Linked DNA regions of Zea mays: regions 1, 3 and 4 are each linked to region 2. The links are chromatin contacts, called in public Hi-C maps. All regions are on one chromosome and are shown on one strand. Each heading gives the region's core, a stretch centred on a gene start, on an enhancer-like site or on the middle of the called end of the contact. The rest is flanking DNA. Distances are from core to core; before and after follow the strand shown. Region 1 holds the start of LOC100281878 (acyltransferase). Region 2 holds the start of LOC100383402 (Flap endonuclease GEN-like 1). Region 3 holds the start of LOC100272824 (Hydroxymethylglutaryl-CoA synthase). Region 4 holds the start of LOC100191268 (P-loop containing nucleoside triphosphate hydrolase superfamily protein).

Region 1 (2,906 bases), core at 293-2,792, 250 kb after region 2:
ATCACCGCATCAAGCAACCAAGTCGCAGTGCTCTTAGGTATCTGTCACAGGGTACTTGTGGATGCAATCCTTCCATGGCCCCAGCTCGCGCTCCTCCTCGTGGCCGGCGACGCGCTCCCACACCATGCTGTTGGCCTTGAGGCCGCTGCCTATGCCAAGCTGCCACACCGTGTCGCCCGCGTGGACTCGACCCTTGGCCTCGAGGTACGCGAGCTGGTACCACAGCGACGCCGCCGACTGGTTGCCGAACCGGTGGAACGTCATCAGCGCCGCCTCCATCTCTCGCTCGCCGAGCCCGAGGCCCTGGCCCAGGCGCCAGATCATCGGCCTGCCCGACGACGGGAGGCAGAAGTGGTCCGCGGCCTTGCAGAAGTCAGGCAGCGGCACGGCGGGGCGGGAGAGCTTGTTGCCGCCTAGGCGCCGGCGGGACGAGAGGAGCAGCGCTAGCACGTAGCGCAGCTTCTCGCGCAATGGGAGGATGGACAGGCTGAGCGTCACGAGATGCGCGCGCAGCAGCTCGCTCACCATGCGGCCGACTCCCTGGCCGAGGGTGAAGCCGGTGATGCCCTCGCCGTCCTCGTCGCGATAGCCCGAGCGGTAGCTCCGGTCGTTGGCGATCTGGTTCGTGCGCGTCAGGCTCGCGAGCCGGTACTTGACCGGCACCGTCGCCGCGGGGCCGCGGCTGTTGGTGACGAGCGCGGCGGAGCAGCCCGTGCGGAAGTAGCAGTTGAGGAGCAGCTTGCCCTGGTCCTTGCCGCTGTACCACCCGACGGTGACGATCTCGGCGCTGACGACGACGGCGTACGAGATGGCGGCGTGCGTGAGCAGGAGCCTCCTCGCGACGTCCACGCCTATGACGCCTGAGGCGCAGCCCATGCCGGAGAGGTTGAAGGTCTTGGCGTCGGCGCGCAAGCGGTAGCGGCTTGCGATGATGGCGGCGAGCGACGGGGCCGGGCAGAACCCGCTGCAGTTGACGACGAGCGCGCCGACGGCCGACGGCGGGACGCCGGTCTTGGCGAAGAGGTCGTCGAGCGTGGGGAAGAAGAGCATGTGCGCCTCCTGGATGGCGTCGGCGTGCGTCGCCGCCGGCGGGATGTAGTGCAGCGATGGCGGAAAGTAGGTCTCGTTGCCCATGCCGCTGGCCTCGATGACCTTAGTCATGAACTCGACGCTGCCGTCGTCGAAGCAGCCGATGAGGCTGAAGTGCTCGAGCAGCCCCGCCACCGGGATGCGCAGCCGGCGGGGCGGCTTCAGGCACGAAAAGTCCACTAGCCCGATGTCCGCGGCCGCGGCGCGGCGCCGGAAGCGGTTGAAGAGAAGCAGTGCTGCCACGGGGACGAGATAAAGCGCCGCGCGGCACCGAAAGGCAAAGATGAAGAGCTCGGCGAGGACGCAGAGCAGGAGGATGGCGACGCCGAGGCAAGTGTGGAGCTTGACTAGGAGGTAGTCTCGGTGAGCTATGTCCATTTCGATGGCCACCACGCCTTTGCTTGCTGGCTATGTGCCTGTGTCTGTGGCTCTGTGCTCGGTGACAGCGTGCACACATGACACTGTGTGGAGGCGAGGTTTTATAGAGGGTTTCGACATCAGAAGAGCAGCAGGCAGCAAATGCTTGGGGTTGGGGTCAGTAGTATATTATGACCCACGCAGAGACAGTGTACAGTGAAAGAGTGAATATCGTGCAGTTGGCACTTGGCAGGTAGAGCGCAGTAGCGTTTTTTTGGGGGGTGGGGGTGGGGGCTCAGACTTGGCTTTTACCGTGGATATATATTCTGCTCTATTAAAAATTTAATGTGGGCATCTGATGTTAGCCTCATCGTTGACACTCTGTCTCGCCCCATGCGTCTCACCTAAGTAACGTGTGGGCCTCATGCCCAGCGTTTAAATTTTAACTACTCAACAGTAAAATAACTCTTTAATAGATTAGTTATCTGGCTCGCCAAGCTATCCGGCTCTCTAAATTGACTATCTTACTAGCCAAATTTGGCCATGCACCTGACTAACCAAATTAGATAGATAGTCTGTTGGACTAAAATGCTATATATAGAGAGTATAATCTTTATAAAAAATAAATAGATAGTTAAATAGAGAGCTAAAAATGAAGAGTCTCTTAAAAATGCTCTTAGTTCCTCGAAGTGTAGCTAAAAGGGCTAAAGCAGATTTATTCCTCTCGCTGCGCTTCATTTATTGCTCACTCTCCATGACGCCTTAAGAGTACAAGGAGTATTCGAGTGTTAATGTAATGACCTGTTTAGTCCTTGTACGCCATGGTGTCTGTAAAACAAGCATGGACCAGCGCGGTAAACTCCGGAGTCATCAGGAGTCAGGATTACACGTTACACCTCGCCCACGGGGCCACGGCCGTATCACATGAGTTCCGCGACACATGCATCATGGACAGTTGTATTCAGTAATGACTGAGGTCCCTCTGCATGCACAGATCTTATACTGACTGGTGAAGGGTTCATGCCACTCTTTGAAAACAGAAAAATAGGCGCAAAGGAACTCAAATACACAATATCCGCAACCGTCAGCAGGACATGGATACTTTAAAATCTAAGAGCATCTCCACAAAATTCTTTATTTTTTACTCTATATTTACTTCTTTATTTAACTCTCTATAAATATTAAACTATATATATAGTATTTTATTCCAAAAAACTCTTTATTTTTTACTCTATATTTACCTCTTTATTTAACTCTCTATAAATATTAAACTATATATATAGTATTTTATTCCAACAGACTCTTTAACACGTAAATTAATTTGGCTAGCCGGAGTGGCTAGCTAAATTTAGCTAGTGATGAAGCCAATTTAGAAAGCTAGATAACTTGGCTAATTAGATAGTTAGTCTGTTGAAGTATTAAGTTGCCAATATTTAGCTTGATAAGTTATTTAACTAGTC
Region 2 (2,980 bases), core at 423-2,922:
GCAGTCCCCGTGGTAGTCGCCAGTGCTGTACCTATTCGGTGGGGGGCGGCGGTGATGCTGGGGCTCATAAGCTTGGTGCTCCTCATCCTGGCCTGCTCCTACTGGCCGCGACCAGCAGGCCAGCTCGTCCAGAGAAGCTGCAGGTGGCGTCGCTGTCGTGGAGAAGGTCTTGGCGTTCGGCGTAGTCAGGCCATCGGCAGGGACGCAGGGTCCCAAGAGCACGTGGTGGTCATTATGGCCGACCTTCCTGGCCACACCGGCGGCCAGCCGAGGCATCACTGAGCTCGGAACCGCGCCGCGCTAGCAACACCAGTCCAGTCTCCAGAGGGCAGATCAGGCTTCTTGCATGAATTGCGTCCAAGCAGCTCGCCCTCCTCTCCTCTCCTGCAGCCTGGTCTTGCTGCAATGACATGTACTGATCTTCCTCGGCATGAGCTCACACTCCCCACAAGGCCCTGGGTGGCACATGTCCTTGCAAGCATGGTTGCCAGTTGCCACAAGCAAGCGTGCGGCCACACACCTCATTGCTGTAGTTTTGATGTACGGATCAGATGAGAAACCGAGCAAGAAGAAGGAAAAGACGTTATCGGATCTATTTTGATCCATTTCGGACCTAACATAAACCCGAACAGACATACTTTAAAAGTTTATGAAACGTGCACACAGCACCACAAGCTTAAGGACGGAAGTGCACTTTACTCGAAAAGATATTGTGGTGTTGGATGAGGAATACAGTGGTTGTGAACCATTCAATCTCGTGATGAACAGTTAAACAACGCAGATCCTAATTAAACCCTAAGTTGTACGAAGGATCCCAGCATTGCCAAGACACGGGAACTTACCACGCACTCCTCAACGCATCGCGTGAATGCAGCATTCCTCCTTTTGACCGGTGCAGCGGTCACACTGGACTCCGCCTCTGTGCTCGGGAACGCGGCCAGGTCCATCCCGGAGCCTCGGAAGAAGCGCGCCGCCCTCGCCTGCGACTTGAGCGGTGACGGCTCGCCGTCCACCACGAACACAGGGAACACGCCCATCTGCAGGAATCGCAGACACAATCCAACGGAAACGGGTGAATCCGGGAACAAAAAAAAATCGAACAATGCAGTAATTAGCCCCAGCAAGATTAAATCTTGGAAAGCAAAAGGCAGCAACTGCAGAATGCAGAATCGCCCAAGCGCAGGTCAGGACACTACACACTCGGTGAGATCAAGAAACGGGCGGAAGTCAGAGACGGTTTAAGTGGGGAGGACGAGAAGTCGAGAACCGAGCGAAGGAGGCGGAGGGAGGGGAGAGGTGGGAAAGCAGGGGGACATGACTCCGGACCTTGGCGAAGAGGGAGAGGGTGCGAAAGAAGGTGGTCCGGAGGTGCGGGCGCCGCGCCCGCGGCAAGCGCGCCAGGATGGCGGTGCTGTGGGAGACGACCCAGAATGAGAGGTCGACGGCGACGCGGCGCCCGCGTAGGTACCCCGCGCCCTCGTGCCGCGCGTAGGGCTTCAGCAGGTCCCAGAAGCTGCCCCCCACTCCCATCTCTTTCTCTCCGTTTCTGCCTCTCCCGCCGGCGTCGGTCGGGTTCGGCCGTTCGGGCCGTCGGTCGTGGCGGAGGTCGAATTCAAGGGCGGGGAAGTTCAGACTTGCGCCGGCCGCCGCGCCTGGGAGTGGCCTTGGCAACTTGCGGGCCTCGGGGCGACTTCTGTCTGGACTCTGGTGCTGGGCTGCCCCGTTGCCGTGTGTGGGGTTAGCGCGCGGGCCGCTCGTGCCGATCCAGCTGGGCCTCTGCGCTCTGGCCGTTTTCTTCCCCTTTTTTTCACTTTCTCTTTTCTCTTTTGGAGGAGGATGAAGAGAACAGCTCTTGACTTCTGCAATTGGGGTTTGAGGATAGCAAAACTGCGCAATTGTTTTTCTAAGGTAATGGCAGCTGCGATGGTGTGCTAAAATATGGGTGTTTTGTGGAAGGGTTGAGGTGGTTTATCTTCTTTTCACTCCTTATTTTTTATTTGGTTTGCGGAATATAATGAGTTGATCGATCACCACCCCATTTATGATAAGCTAATAATTAGAATATATATGAGTAATGAGTTGATTCCACCAAAAAATTTATGGGATGAACTCATGATACGAAGCATAAGGTGACTCCACATTGTAAGGAAAATGGACTCCGGCCCATTTGGCTAGGTGATTTTGGTGTTTGATGATCAACATAATCTTGTGGACTAATGTTTCTCAAGTGTTTGTGTGTTGTAGTTGACAGGATGCAAAGTGGATTTGACTGAGGCTCTGAGGATGCAACACCTCAAAGAAGACATCATAAGATCCATAGAAGACAGTACAAAGTCATATTAAAGACACTTTATACATGCTAAAAGTCCAACACATCAATAAGTAGAAGTGGAATGCAAAGCCACAAAAACAAAGTGAAGTTGACAAAGTTGAGAGGAAGGGCTGACTGAATTGTAAGTGTTTCACAATATAAAATCTACTCAAACTGACATGGCTTTAACTCTGAGATGTAGAGAATTTTATAAGCTTTCCAAAAAGTCTAAGATTATCAAATCGGACTTCGGAGCTAAAAGTTATGCCCACGATAGAAAGGTGGAATTGCTGAAAAATTTGCAGCAGGATAGGAGCTGGTTCATCGGACTGTCATGTGTGCCAAATTTGCTCAAAATGGTATGGATTCAACTCTGGCCCATCTTCTTTTCACTCCTATTTTTTATTTAGTTTGCGGAATAGAATGAGTTGATCCATCACCACCCCATTTATGATAAGCTAATAATTAGTATATATATGAGGAATGATTTGATTCCATAAAAAATTATGGGATGAACTTATGATACATCACCTTACGAAACATAAGTTGACTCTACAAACCAAACACGTCATTAGTTCGTGCCAAAATTGGATAATCTTTGGAGAAAATAATCGTTGAATGGATCACCCAAACCGAACACTATTCCTTTATTCATTTGTTCATTAGTTC
Region 3 (3,014 bases), core at 364-2,863, 190 kb after region 2:
AATGAGAAAGGAAATGGACACGTTTTACAAAAAGAGGTGTAGTTAGCATGAAAATATTGTATTTGTACATGTGTGCTGATGCTACTTGGTAGAATTTACAAAGTCAGATGAACAAACCTCAAAAATCTGCATCAGCCAAGTTTTGATGGATTTGCTTTTGTCTATAACTGTTTCACTTCCCACCTCCAAGCGACCAATTAGCTTGGGATCAATCTTGTATTTTTTCAGCAGAGAATTGACAACCGTCAAACTGCAAGCGATTAGCCCTTCAATGAGGATTCAAACAAAAATGTATACCCATATCCAAAACAGCAACTGCATACTCCCTTAGAATACCAACTATATGCATCTCCTGCACAACACAATGTATGCATGGGGATTTTTTCCCCTTTTTGATTTGGTGATAAGGGGATCACGGGAGGATTGGGAGGGATTGAGGGGGAAATAAACTAATTTCCCCCTCAATCCCCTTCAATCCTCCCGGGATCCCGGGTCACCAAATCAGCCCTACTGAACTAGACGGGGAAAAGGATCTATGTGAATATACACATGCAGCAGGCTAAACATTCTTGTTTAATTTATAGGCTATTAAAAAGAACATACCTCATTGAGATGACATCCTCCACCTCGCTGCAAAAGGCCATGCAATCTTGCCCAAGCCCAATGGTGTACTTGCCTTTGCTCGCCCCATCATGGGCCTCAAGTGCTTCCTACATTAAAATGAGATTTTTAAATGAAAACCGTGAGCCTAAATGCTCAATTTAGTTGAAACAAATACCAGCAGATGTGACAGCTAGCCAAATCTTCTCGCGTTTTACTTGAAATGCTCAATTTCCCGTATTTACAGTTGTACACGGATTTTTGGAGGTCAAACTCTCCAAATTTACTGGAGTTTTAAATATTTGAATATAATCTTAAAAACCGCACATCTAGCATTGGTTTGATCTTCAGCGACATTACGCTGCACGGCAATCACGAAAATATAAAGGTTTAGACAGCAAGTGGCGACAGTTCCACCCTTGACACCCATCTGCCAAATACTTTCGTCAGATCCTAAAGAAACACAATCCTTCGACACAGAGAAGCCCCATCTTCCCCCGCACTGCAATGCGCCAAGGCAAAAGGTCCCGGAGACGCGGATCGGAAGCATTAGAGTCGCCCCGCAACAGCGGCGCTCGTAACAGCAGAACAGAAACAGTAACGCGCACAGTTCTTAGCGGGGGAAAAGGATTTTACCTGCTGCACGCAGGAGGGCGGGAAGTAGATGTCCATGGCGAGGATCCCGACATCCTTGCGGTCCATCTCCTCCACTCAAGCCGAGCCCCCTCGATCCGCTCCCTCTCTGGTCGCCGGCCGGTGCCTGTGCGCTCCACTCGAACGGAGCGAGTCAAGGCGTGGGCTCTGCTGTGTCCAGGAGCCCTAGGCGTGCGTCGGACTCTGGCAGGCTGGCGTACCGTCGGGAGGAGGACGGATGGATCGACGATGCGGATCTATGTGTTCGTGGAAATTTTCAGCCGCGTCAGCGTCGTCAGCTCAGCTCGCGCTCGGCGCGGTGGTTGTCACATCTGCTGGATCGATGCGAGATTCCGGCACGGCACGTGAGAGACACTCAGACACAGACACGACAAACGCCTCGAGGCGCCTACTCTTTTTACCAATTTTTGTTAAGCATTTAGGCAACCACAGTAATAACCTACTAATCAATTCTAGGTTTGAGATGCTAAACTTTTTAAAGTACGTTAATTAGATTTATTTTATTATAATTTTTATGTGAGAAATGCCGTTACACCTATTTGAATCGTGCCATTATTTTATTGACATAGTTCGTGTGCCACACATTATTTTATTGAATTACTTTAAATATTCGTGTCCATGTGTTAGCATGTCCTATTGTCACGTGGCCAATTTTTTTTGTTTTTTACTCCCCCATCACAAAATATAATTCATTTTAGACTAAATATACTTTCATTAATCAACCTATGTTTATATTCATTATCCTTCAAATAAATGTGTACAGAAAAAAGATGGGGCTAGGAAGAACTATATTTTAGGAGTTAGGACGAATGGAATACTATTTATCTCAGCACATCAAAATGTCAAAAAAATGTTAGTGTGTCTATGATGTGCCACAAATTATTTTAAATATCCTTTCATGTGGCCAGATTTTTAATATTTCTATTATTTATCTCAGCCCACATCAAAATTGTTAAAAAAAATATGTTAGAATGTCCTATTGCCATGTGGACAGAATTTTTTTCTAGAGAGGTGGGGCGCGAAACTCATAACTCGTGTGCTACTGTGCTCGCACCTGGCGCGCAGGGGTCTAGAACTCGCAATTCCGAGGTTCCTACCTCCTGGTCAGACCACTAATCTGAATTGCAAGGTCCCAACTATGTGCGTGGGCTGAATTATATGGGCTAAAACACATGTATGGGCTGAAAAAAATGTATAGAGGTTGAATTGGGCTAGAAAAAATATATAGGTTGAAATATGTGTGTTGTAGAAATACGTGGGCAGAATTGTGCCGGCCAAAATAATTATATGGGCTTAATTGTGCGGGCTGAAAAAAATTGTACGGTTGCAACCATAAAAAAAGTATATGGGCAAAGAAAATCAAAACGAAAATAATGGCATAGGATTTTGATGCTACGTGGTATTTGCCCATGTGGTAAGGCATATGATTTTATGACAAACAACCAATATCATAAAACTATACAACACTAAAAATGCAATGTTATATATTTGTGACATGAAATATATAGATGTCTTGTAGTAAATTTGTGACGGTGTTTTTTTACGTTAGGATTTTTATCAACTGGTTGTCATAAATCTTAAACCGTGACATTAATTCTATATATTATGACACAAATAGAATGTCAATAAATTGCATATTTCTTTATTATACTAAAGCACCATTTTCAACGGTCATGCTCCGTCATTTTTTTATAAAAAGGCATCCTCATATTTCTTTATAATCTAACCAGTGGTTCCATTTCATTCCCTTTTTCATCCAC
Region 4 (3,109 bases), core at 574-3,073, 130 kb after region 2:
TTGAACCTTTATGCACCTGTAGAATATATAATCTAGAGCAAACTAGTTAGTCCAATTATTTGTGTTGGGCATTCAACCACCAAAATTATTTATAGGAAAAGGTTAAACTCTATTTCCCTTTCCCTTAGGTTAATTATGAACATGCTATTATATCTTAACAATCTGCTTGTATTTTATTTATTTGAATTATAAAAAGACTTATATTACATGGTATATATAATATATATGTAATATTAATACCATTTTCCTTCATAGTTCTAAAATATTAGAATTGTGTTTATTTTACCTATGTTCAATCTGATTTGGTTCAAAAATAACACAGTGGTATGTAAAAACATTTCATCTTTGATCATGGTGGATTGAAAGCATTAAGGCCCTTTTTTGATAGGGCTCCTCTATCACCAACTCTAGCTCTAACTATGACTCATCTAGAAAAATAGTTTCTTCCTTATTTGGTTGGAAACATAGCTCCTGCTATTTTCACGGGAGATAGGATAATGAAAAAGAGCCGAAGAAGCCTATTTTTGGGCCTCCAGCTGCACTAGGTTTCTTGCGACGATTCCTTCTTGACCTTCCGACTTCGCTAGGTTTCTCGCAACGGTTCCTTTTATTTTTACAAAGAAGCTAGCAGAGGAGCCCGCCGTTTAGTAGAATGTTTGAAGGAGCTGTTGAGGGAACTTTTGAAGGAGCCCTAATGAAGGGAGCCTAAATATTCTATAAATAGTTAAATAGACGATTTGTTTGTATACTAGTACAATGTCCGTGCGCCGCGACGTCACACAAGAACATATATTCACTTTATCTTAGCCAAAAGGCCTAGAAATTTATGAGTTGAAAAGGAATCTGACCCCCTTTTAATAGCTTTCTCGGTTGCTCACCCTCCTTTAGCTAGCGGAGTGGTACTATGTGAGAGCGCTATGCCGCGTGCGACTTTATGTCGTGTTAGACTTGAGTGGTTTCTTATGGCCCATCAGTGGGATAAGGACCCACTAATAAAGGCTTGAGTGGTTTTCACGGCCTATCTATGGGTAACGGTCCACCGGTAGGGGGAGAGGAATAGACCTACGCGCTTCGTGCGTGACTTAGGACCACTGTCGAAACTGGTGATTTATAGTAGTATATAAGGATGTTGTTTGTTTAGTTATACTAGCATATAACCTGTGCTAACGGTAAGATCCTGATAAGGAGAGAAGTCGACGATGGCGGTGACAATGGCGTGAGGTGAGGGGTTGTCGGTGGTGGCACGAGTGAGGGGAGGGGGCGGCGGAGACAAGGGGGAGGGGGAGGATGGGGTGACACGATTGCAGGGGAGAGATGATCCAAATAATATTATTCATTGAATTTGAATAAGGGAGAAGTCCAACAATCTGAACTATTAGTTTTGATGATGTGTTAAATCTTAATGCAATTTGTCTGATGAATTTAGTGGAGGTTATGGATGTGGGAGTGATTTGGTTGTGTGAGTCTTGCAAAATTTAAACCAGTGCATGTATAGATATATGTATAGATGAGAAAGAGAAATAACTTTACGGAGCCCCTTATGGGTTGTACATGCCCTTTAGCCGCATAGAACAAGGTAAAATATTAATTAAGGGGTGTTTAGTTTTTATGAACTAATTTTTAGTCTATTTATTTATTCTATTTTAGTTTTTAAATTATCAAATATAGAAATTAAATAGAGTAATTTATAGACTAAAATAAAATATAATATAGAGACTAAAAATTAGTCGCTGTAAACCAAAGTACCACTAACCGTACTAAAGTTGAAAACGTCCAAAGGAGGAAAGGTATTTTCCACGTAGACAATTCCAGTACCGCATCTGCCGCCAGTGAGGCACCACCGCCGTTCGCTTCCTCTCCAGCCTCCACTCCGCCAGATCTCATTGCCTCCTAAGTCCTATCGCCCACCCCGATCACCGCGCGGGTATCGGAGCATGGCGTCTGCGGCGGCGGTGGACGCCGGCGACGCGCCGGAGCCCACGGTGCGGAACCTCCTAGACCAGGAGTCCCTCAAGTGGGTCTTCGTCGGCGGCAAGGGCGGCGTAGGCAAGACCACCTGCAGCTCCATCCTTTCCGTCCTCCTCGCGGGGGTCCGCCAGTCCGTGCTAGTCATCTCCACCGACCCCGCGCACAACCTCAGCGATGCCTTCCAGCAGCGGTTCACCAAGTTTCCCACCCTCGTCCGCGGATTCACCAACCTCTACGCCATGGTAAACGCGCGCGCGCGCACACACACACAGAAAGCAAAATTCCTCCATTATATTCTCTTTCTTACGTCTCCAATCCACACTTCTCGCCGGGTCGTCTTCACTTGCCCCACCCAATGAGGTGGTGCTTGTGAGGATTGGATGGGCAGGCTGCGTGTTCTGGCGAATGGTGATTGGATTGGATTGTAGCCTCACCGAATTTTTGTGAGGGGGTTAGCAGGGTTGTCTGAGGAGACAGGCAGTATGCAGAGAGAGAAGTCGCATGTGGCCCATAATTTTCCACGTGTGGAAGTCATAGGAACTTACCTAAGGCCAGGCTATACGAGATGCAAAGTTATCAATTCGGGGTCGGTTTGGGTTTGTGTTTGTACTTTGTGGCATGTTGGTCACAGGATTATTGCTCAGAGATGGGGCCTGCATCTTCGTGAACCATACCAAGTGGTGATTATGCTCTGTGAATGATATGTCTGTGATTTCTGCATTATTTCTTGAGTCGATTATGGAAGTTTAAGAATAGGTAGCAGACCTGTACAAAAGAAGTACCCAATCTTTATTGGTATTTTTTTCTTTATTCTAGGAAGATGTTGATAACATATTAGGTGGTTGCCTTATAGAATACCCATTCCATTGCAATTTCACTTAGAACATGTTCCACTTGGATATTAAAAAAATGTATGACCATTGACTAAGCACGAGATTCAGCATTTGCCTCCTTTTCTTTGTATTTTCATCCATGACAAGCATGGTACTGATATGAACCTATTTAGTCATTTCTTTGTATTCTCACAAATGATATACATAGCAAAACATGTTTCATTTGTTGCCCTATGAGTTCTATTTTTTAAGAGTAATCTGCTATTTCCTTAGTTTGATTATTTGTTTTCGAAAAATGGCTCGGTTCA

The links. Hi-C and Micro-C count contacts between places; a contact is called where the count stands out from the background.
Region 1: a Hi-C map of tassel shows a contact between it and region 2, with 2.3 times the contacts expected there. The contact joins the promoter of LOC100281878 here to the promoter of LOC100383402 in region 2. A contact is called at or near these places in 2 of 25 Hi-C or Micro-C datasets (ear and tassel).
Region 3: a Hi-C map of ear shows a contact between it and region 2, with 2.8 times the contacts expected there. The contact joins the promoter of LOC100272824 here to the promoter of LOC100383402 in region 2. A contact is called at or near these places in 3 of 25 Hi-C or Micro-C datasets (ear, endosperm and tassel).
Region 4: a Hi-C map of tassel shows a contact between it and region 2, with 4 times the contacts expected there. The contact joins the promoter of LOC100191268 here to the promoter of LOC100383402 in region 2. A contact is called at or near these places in 6 of 25 Hi-C or Micro-C datasets (bundle sheath, ear, endosperm and 2 more).

What each region holds. Positions count from the first base shown.
Region 1 is chr7:146,987,779-146,990,684 of Zm-B73-REFERENCE-NAM-5.0, reverse strand. LOC100281878 (acyltransferase) reads right to left here and starts at 1,542. Exons shown (of 1, transcript NM_001154798.3): 1 at 1-1,542. The coding sequence starts at 1,467. The coding sequence ends at 34.
Region 2 is chr7:147,241,706-147,244,685 of Zm-B73-REFERENCE-NAM-5.0, reverse strand. It overlaps LOC100383402 (Flap endonuclease GEN-like 1), which reads right to left and starts at 1,672. Exons shown (of 8, transcript NM_001176057.1): 1 at 1,327-1,672; 2 at 843-1,037. The coding sequence starts at 1,530.
Region 3 is chr7:147,048,756-147,051,769 of Zm-B73-REFERENCE-NAM-5.0, reverse strand. LOC100272824 (Hydroxymethylglutaryl-CoA synthase) reads right to left here and starts at 1,613. Exons shown (of 12, transcript NM_001147277.1): 1 at 1,237-1,613; 2 at 604-710; 3 at 118-250. The coding sequence starts at 1,302.
Region 4 is chr7:147,106,804-147,109,912 of Zm-B73-REFERENCE-NAM-5.0, reverse strand. LOC100191268 (P-loop containing nucleoside triphosphate hydrolase superfamily protein) reads left to right here and starts at 1,823. Exons shown (of 7, transcript NM_001136702.1): 1 at 1,823-2,210. The coding sequence starts at 1,935.